2 separate regions of the Pan troglodytes genome follow, and region 2 is linked to region 1. The links are chromatin contacts, called in public HiChIP or PLAC-seq maps. All regions are on one chromosome and are shown on one strand. The core of a region is the stretch at or near the end of the contact, and the rest is flanking DNA. Distances in the headings are between cores, read along the strand shown. Region 1 holds the start of CENPF (centromere protein F). Region 2 holds the start of SMYD2 (SET and MYND domain containing 2).

Region 1 (4,306 bases), core at 1,009-3,508:
AGTGAAGTTCCTGAGAAGCAAGTTGCCTCAAAACACAGTATGATTGTTCAGTTTTAGGAGTAGTCAGAAAGACATTTCCCATGGTTGTAACAGGAAGAAAGGAGGTAAGAATGGGTATAGATTTTCACACATTTGTAGATTTGGGCCTCAGAAAGTTGAAGGTGTTCCTGTCAGAAATCTTATGTTTTCTGTGAACTAGAAAATAAAGTCATCTTCTGAGAGTAAGAATGGAGACGGTTGTTGCAGGAGATTAGAGAAATCCTGAAACTGGGAGAAAGGGCTGTGGAGCAGCATTGAGGCCCAGTTAGACGTCCTACATTTAAAGTATTTGCACAGTGCTGGGATTTTTTTCCAGCCCCATTCTGCAGCAATAGTGCACCAAGGGATGATATGGACATTTGCACACATACAAGTTTGGGAGATAGAACAAGAGGCAAGGGAGTTGAGGACACTGGCAAAAGAGTGATTTCAGTGATGAACCTGCAGTCTAATCTGTAGAAAAGATGGGAAGACTCAAAGACACTGGTCCACAAGCAGAATATCGAGGTAGTGGATGAACAATCCAGAGAGAGTAGGCTGGCTAACTGAGGGAAGGGACTTAAAAAGAGAAGAGCAGAGAGCGAAAAATGGACGCTTAGAGAACATCTGTCTTTGGTTGGACGGGATCCTCCCCCTATAAAACAAACAAACCAACCGGGGGAAAAATAAAAGGAGGGGAAGGGAAGCATAAAATTAAAGTCAGAGAAATATCACAGGAGTTACTAGAATGGTATCCATCCTATTTCCCTTGTTCAAGAAATGAATGTATTTCTTTATTGTTCATTGTAGAAAAACGAAGCACAAGGCTTGACTATACAGTGGCCACTCAATAGATATCTGCTGAAGAACGAATGAATGAATAGTAAATGCAAATTTCTTATTCAAACCTTAAAAAAATCCTCTATTATGGGTCTTTCTAGCTGTTTATTTTTCCTTAAGCAGCCTATACATAGTTGAATAATTACTCTGGGAAGCAATGGAATTGTAATTCGTGTTGAAGCCAGACACAATTTGGTTCAAATTCTGAAACTACCAGACACTAGACTGATCATGGCAATGTCTGACAAAAGTTTTCCTCCCCTACCTGCTCTCTCCCCTCCCTTTGGGGATTCGAAGGTAGAAGATAGTAAGAACAAGGCCTTTCCCCAAATAGCAGTTTTATCTCCCAAGATGATCTGGATTTTAAATTACTACGTGCAAAGTTACTAGGGATGCAAAAATGAATTAAAACAGATTTTACTGTAAAGGAATTTTTGAGTCTGATGGGGGAGTCAGACGTAGACATAAATACAAGACAAGACACAGCGAAAATCCTAAACATGAAGTTTGCAAGTTCTAGGAAAGGTCTAGGAAATAATTATCTCTAAGGAGTGAGTGGGATTAGTGAGGTTTTATTAAAAAAGTGACACTTGAATTGGGTACTGCAGGAACAGTCTAATGAAAGGTAAAGTCAGGGGGCTGGAAAGTTTGGTACCTATTGAGGCAGACAACAGCATTAGAGATCTATTACTTTAACAATTAATTGTTTTGCTTCTGCCTTTAGAAGCTTATTTATAGTTTAACAGGGAAATGAAACGAGTATATAACATACATAGAAAACTAGTGGGCTTCACGAAAAGCATTACACCCCGTTTTGAGGATTCTTCTGAATTTTAAATTCTGATGCAGTGTCCTCCCCCCACGCCTTAATCCTGGAAAATAAGTGTTCAGAATCACGTCTTAGAAATATGATCCATAAAGGACAGCATTTAAGAGCGACATCCTGCATTGCGTAGATTCAATTTCAAATTACTGTACTTAGCTTCTATGAGCCTGTTAACTTTTTAATAAAATGAGGATAATACTTTCCTCAAAGAATTGTTAAGAACGACACCGGATAAAGAATGCATGACAAACACAGCACCTAGTATCTATGTCCTAAACTTACGTTTAATTAAGTAGATTGGTACGTGCAGTTTAAAAGAGGTTTCACCAGGCAGCACAGTTCCCCTGGCTGTAGGCGATAGACCACGCCTTCCTAATCAGCGGGCGCATTCCCTGACTTTTGCGGAAATAGCGGTCCAAAACCGCGTCTAGCATTAGCAAAAGCACGTGGTCTCCGTCTCCCCGCAACAACAAAAAAGAACAGTAACTCTGGCACAGGCACCTCCAGTAGAGGGCTTGTTTTTAAAATCCATCCGAAAGGGCCAATCAGAGGCGGCAGTCTGAGTGCGCAGGCGCAGATTGGTCCGCCGCTACTTAGAGTGACCAATAGGCGTGGAGGTAAGTTTGGTTGAGACCAGAAGCGGGCGAATTGGGCACCGGTGGCCGCTGCGGGCAGTTTGAATTAGACTCTGGGCTCCAGCCCGCGGAAGCCGCGCCAGAACTGTACTCTCCGAGAGGTTGTTTTCCCGTCCCCGAGAGCAAGGTGAGCGTCCTGACTGGGTCCGGATCCTGGTCCTGGCGGCGGGCGGTAGGCGGCGGGCGGCGTGGGGGTGCCGCTGGCTTTTTGCCGGCGGGTACTGGGCGGGGAGGCCTCTGGGATCACTCTCCCGGCCCTGTAGGTGCCGGGGACCGCCCCCTCCCACCCGACGGAACTGGAGAATCCGCCCCGGGATGTGTTTCGTAGGGGTGTCGGCGCCCCTCTGCTCGGGTTCAAACTGGTCTCGGATTAGTGTCCCAGACCCTACTCGGTCACGGACTCACACTTTAGGGGATCATTTTCTTCCTCCGTAAAAGATTTGGAGATGACTAGGTATTTCCAAGCCGCCTTCCCAGTCCCGTAACCAACCTTATTGAAATTCGGGCCCTGGTCCTTTGTTTTATTGAGTAGATGTAAGCTTGAGTTTTGATCTGGTTGGCGACGTGGGGTGCCTATGGTTAGTTACGCGAGCATTTCTCTTTCCCCTCTCTTCTTCCTCCCGTCCACTTTTTTTTTTTTTTTTTTCAATGGAGTTAGGCCTCCCTATATTGCCTAGGCTGTTCTGGAACCCCTGGGCTCAAGGGATCCTCCCGCCTTGGCCTCTGTAAGTGCCAGGATTACAAGCATGAGCCACTACGCCCGGTCCTCCCTTCCACATTTATTTGAACGCGCCTGTGTGCCCGGCTCGGCTGTGTAATGAGGACCCAGAAATAAAAGGCATGGTCGTGTCCTTGAGCCTGATCTAGAGGAGAAGGCAGGGTTATCATTCTCAGACCCAGCCTTGGTACAGTGCACGGGGACTCTGGCTTTTTGGAGGAGGTGGGGAATTCTGACAACGGGAAAGCAGTGGTGAAGGTGGGGCAGGAGGAGGTCACACAAGAGCTTCCGTGGGGACTAAGGGACTGGGTAGTTCGGGCATGAAGAGTGCCCTCCACGTATTTAAGAGATAAAGATACAGCATTTTCTGGAAAGGACAATAGTCCTGCAAGTCCTCCATGCAGGAACCTTCATCCAGGGCTTTTCTTCACTCCCCACCTCGATTCCCTGTTCCTCAAAAGTAAACTTCTGAGGTTTATTTTTTTGTTCTTTTGCCCCAATGGCCCAATACAGGTGGCTGATAGCTGATCCCTTAATGGGCCAAAATCTGCTCTAATCACAGTTAGCTTGGTCTACATCTATATTGTTCTCTATCTTAGACTTTGGAATGGAAAAGCACTCAGCTTGCCAGTCTTCTTTATGTTTATTCCCCTCATTTTCTAATCATCTTTCTAAATTGCTCCTTTTTATATTCTGTTGGCTATAGCATCTTGATGTAATGATTTCAGTGGCTGGCTGAATTGTTTAGGGCAATTACAGTTGTGTGTCTCTGGGTACAGTTCTCTGACTCCTGACAAACTAGATTGGAATGGAGGATATTGAGACAGGGTCAGTTGTCCTTTGTTGGTTGAGAGGCATGTGACTCCTTTCAGTAGTTTTGGGATAAATGGGAGTGGAATACAAGATGCTGTGTTCCAAGAACTGAGAGCTAGAAAAAAAACCAAAACAAAACTGGTAGCAAAACACAGCTTTCCAAGGCTTTGATATCCAACTTATATGTTGTCTAAGACCTTTGCTTCTCCCTCTTAATTTTTTTTATTGTTCTTAGTACTTTCATGAACTGCTTATTGTTTTGATAAAAAGGTTCATTGATAAAATCGATTGAAAAAAACCATTAAAATGGCCGTTAACTTTATTTAGTAAAAAAACAAATTCTCAAACTCTTGCCTAAGTAACTGGAAAATGAATGATTTTTCTTTTTGTTTATGTTCTGAAGGCTAAAATAAAGGACAGTTGCCATATTTTCTTCCAGCTGATTTCTATTTCCTA
Region 2 (4,145 bases), core at 1,323-3,822, 320 kb before region 1:
AAACACTAATCAGGTCATCACACAGACAAATGCAAACTGTCAGTGGTCTCACATGCCAAGGCTGTTTATATACATGTAAACAGTTATGAAGTGCTGAATGTTGGCACCCCAGCCAACCCACAATGCTGCTGGCAGATCAGTCTAAAACACTGGACTCAATGTGCCACCCCTCACTTAAACGCTTTAACTGGCTCTCCCATGGCCTCTGGGGCAGAACTCACCTCTGGAGAAGATGCTCTTCAGCTGTTCCTGCCTCATTTCCTGTCCTCTCTTCCAGATGCTCAGGGGCCCCCAACTACAAGCTCTGTGCTTTCAGGGTCTTCTGTCTTTGTATGCAGTTCTCTCTGCCCAGAAAACTCTTCTCCCCACCTCCACTTGCAAAATCCTGTCCATCCTTCAGGCTCAGCTCTAATGTTACTTGAATGTGATGCCTGTCTTGACTGTTTAGCAGGCTAAATCTGTCACTCCCTGCCTGTACTACCACAAAACATTTTGTACAAGCCACCACAACTGCACTTATCCCAGTGAACTGTGTTTGTTTGCAGCAAAACACTGTGGTTAGGAACATGGACCTTGAATTCAGACTGACTTGGAAACCAAATTCTGCAATTTATTGTGTGGCCTTGAAAATCATTCCTTCTGGGTCTTAGTTTCCTTTCTAATTTTGGCAATGAGGGGCATAATACCTAACTCATTAGCCTGTTGTAAAGATAAACCAGATAATGTGTTTAATGATGGAGCACCTGGTCAACAATACTCAATAACTAATGGTGAGTATTATCAAACTTGAAAGTGCCAAATGCAGGGACCTAGGACTACATTTTGTCCTTTTTTTTTTTTTTTTTTTTGAGACAGAGTTTCGCTTTTCTTGCCCAGGCTGGAGTGCAATGGTGCGATTTTGGCTCACAGCAACCTCCACCTCCCAGGTTCAAGCGATTCTCCTGCCTCAGCCTCCCGAGTAGCTGGGATTACAGGCATGCACCACCACACCTAGCTAATTTTGTATTTTTAGTAGAGATGAGGTTTCTCCATGTTGGTCAGGCTGGTCTTGAACTCTCGACCTCAGGTGATCCGCCTACCTCGGCCTCCCAAAGTGCTGGGATTACAGGCATGAGCCACCACAGCCGGCTGATGTCCATCTTTCTATCCCAGTTGCTGGCCATAGTCAGTCGAAGTTTCTTAAAATGCATAAATGAAAATACTATCATAACTTCCTTTACTTGAAGACGGGTTAGAGGCTTATTTAGTTTGCCACTAATAAGGGCTTTTTTGTTTTCTTTTGAGACAAGGTCCTGCTCTGTCACCCAGGCTGGAGTATAATGGAGTCACCACAGCTCACTGCAACCTTGACTTCCCAGGCTCAAGCTATCCTCCCACCTCAGCACCACTTGAGAGGTGGTTAATTTCCCATAGAGACGGGGTCTTATGTTGCCCAAGCTGGTCTCCAACTCTCCAATTCCTGGGCTCAAATGATCCTCCCACCTTGGCCTCCCACAGTGTTGGGATTACAGGGCTGAGCCACCACACCCAGCTGATAAAGACATTTTACTGAAATGCCAAAAATTCCACTGATTTTACATCTCCAATCATATTAATCCTTTCCCTTTGCTCAACCAGTCCTGAACTTACACAGGTTAACTGTTTGAGGTCCTAGTTTGAAGTAGTGGTTTCTGCTAAATGATCTCGTCACAATTTTAGTCTTTACTGCATGTACATCAATTCCAGTCTTTACATAACCATGTGGAACACGGATTATATTTTCCTTTCTCATATGAAAAGTAATAGCGTGCATGTGTATAGGATTTACATTTCAGGCTTTGTGGGCTTTAAATCCTTTGACTCCTAACCCAAGTGATTTTTCTAAGATCACAGTTCGTGGGTGGTCAAGCATATTAAAACTACTGCAAACTCTAGCGCAGTGTCCTGGACACTGGCCACAGCATCGCATTATCCCCCAACAGCCTAAATTCCTTGAAGGCAAGGTTCTCTCTGGCTTCCTCTGCATCGTTCGCAGCATGCCTCAGAGACTCGGTGAGCTGGGCCAGCCAATGCATTTCCTCTTCCGTCCATGTAATTCCACTACAGGAGCAGAGGGCAAACTACGTTCCCATTAAAGCCACAAGGTTTAAAAACCTCTAACCTTGGAAAAGCACACTTCAACCCTCTGCACACCAAACTTCTCTACTGTGGTTTCCCCTCTGCCGCTTTCTCCTTGGCGTTCCCCGATCACTGCCTCTAGGGTCTTTACAAGGGACAGCGAACGTAAGGTTTCGGAGCTGGCTTCGCCCCCTTCTATTTACCGGGGGCTGGTCATCCTTCGGGCCAGGCTGACTGTCTAGCGGTGGCCCTCGGATACCTGCTCCCCGCAGGTGACCCCCCTCCCTCCCACCGAGGAGGAGGGCGCGTCCCGCTCGCTCCGTGGAGACGCCGCGGAGGCGCACACGCCTCACGCCTCCTCGCAGAAGCCACAGGGGCTGCGGCTCTTTGTCGCGGCCACACCGGAAACGGCCCGGAGCGGCCGCCGAGGGTCCCGGCGCTAGGCGGGGCCGCCGGGCCCGTCCCCCTCCCCGCGGGGGCGCGCGAGGCCCGGGCGGGGCCGCCGTCCCTTCCGGGGAGCGGGGAGCCGCCGCCGCGTCCGCCGGGCGGCTCCCACCCCGCCCCCCGCAGCTCTGGGTGACGCGTCTCCAATAACAGCTCGCCGGGAGCCGCAGCTCGGGCACAGCCGGCGGCCGCGCCCCGCCGCCACCATGAGGGCCGAGGGCCTCGGCGGCCTGGAGCGCTTCTGCAGCCCGGGCAAAGGCCGGGGGCTGCGGGCTCTGCAGCCCTTCCAGGTGGGGGACTTGCTGTTCTCCTGCCCGGCCTATGCCTACGTGCTCACGGTCAACGAGCGGGGCAACCACTGCGAGTACTGCTTCACCAGGTAGGGCGGCGGCGGCGGCGGCGGCGGCGGCGGGCGGGAGCCGGGGGCGCCGAGCGGGAGGCTTAGACCGCGGCGCCAGGAAGTGCGTGCGGCTCGCGGGGTCCTAGCGCCGGCCCTTGGGGCGGGGTGGGGGGCGGGGAGGGGAGGAGGCCCCGCGCTGCAGCCCCACGCCAGGCGCCACGTGCGAGAGGAAACAGGACCGGTGCCGCGCTGCACGCCCTGCACTGCACGTTTTCAGAGTTGCTCACGCTGGATGCGCAAACCCGGGAGTGCAGGTTCCTGCCCTCAAATGTGGGCTCCGAGCCAGGCTTGTTCCAAGCCTGGGCACTCACTGCCCTCCTGGTGCATTGGCAGCGGAGCCCCAAATTTGGGCAGCCACGGGCTGTCACCTTTAACTTATGCTTCCTGCGGTGTGTTCTGTTACCCACAGTCCAGCCCTGCCTCAGATTGGCCGTTTCTTCCAAGGAATTTAATGACTTAGTATATGTCTTGTAAAGTACGCTTACATGTTAAAGTACGCTTACATGGGTGTTTGGAGGGACGCCAGTGGGCACTGACCACACCCCCTGGATTCTGAGGAGCTGCGACGATGAGTTGCAGTGTCCAGTTTCGGTTTGGGATTAGGAAAACATGGTCGCAGGAAGGGATTGGGCAAGATGTGTGGTTGCTAATGGTATTTAATTGTAAGATACCATATGTATATATGTGTCTGTGTTTGTATATATGATGCATATACATTTGCACACACCAACACATAATTATATCCTCAACTCTTATGAGAGTTTCAGAGCTTAAAGGCACATTAGAAATCACCAATTCAGTCTTGTCTTTCACTTAATGGATGAGAAAACTAAAGCCCAGAGAGAAAGTGGAGTTACCTTTATCCATTCACACCAGTAGTGAAGGGAGTGAAATCTGGCCTTATTCACTTCTGCCTATTTCTCACTGGTTAGGTGCTCAGTAAATTTACTAAGGCAGGAGGCATGACATTGGGATTAAGTTTATATCAGGCCTTCCAGTACTCTGAGTAGAGACCATGATTTGCTTTCTTTGAACCTCAGTTTCTTCATCTTTGAAATGGAGATTCCTGGCCTAGATTAAGCTGACCTGCGGTCCTGCAGGGACCTTTTGAGTACAGGTCTCAAGTCCAGCATACTCAATCTCTCAGACCTGTGTGCCTCATTCTACAATAAGACGTAGCAAAAGAAGGGACAAAGGCTAAATA

Evidence for each region. HiChIP or PLAC-seq counts read pairs in DNA pulled down with a chosen protein or histone mark.
Region 2: a contact with region 1 is called in an H3K4me3 HiChIP or PLAC-seq map of stem cell-derived excitatory neurons, with 2.1 times the contacts expected there. The contact joins the promoter of SMYD2 here to the promoter of CENPF in region 1. A contact is called at or near these places in 1 of 7 Hi-C or Micro-C datasets (induced pluripotent stem cells) and 1 of 1 datasets of contacts at active chromatin or transcription factors (stem cell-derived excitatory neurons).

Annotation. Positions count from the first base shown.
Region 1 is chr1:34,501,975-34,506,280 of NHGRI_mPanTro3-v2.0_pri, reverse strand. CENPF (centromere protein F) reads left to right here and starts at 2,258. Exons shown (of 19, transcript XM_054658796.2): 1 at 2,258-2,446. It overlaps LOC107970166 (a long non-coding RNA gene), which reads right to left and starts at 2,587. Exons shown (of 2, transcript XR_008537270.2): 1 at 1,967-2,587.
Region 2 is chr1:34,823,974-34,828,118 of NHGRI_mPanTro3-v2.0_pri, reverse strand. It overlaps SMYD2 (SET and MYND domain containing 2), which reads left to right and starts at 2,572. Exons shown (of 12, transcript XM_003308746.7): 1 at 2,572-2,920. The coding sequence starts at 2,748.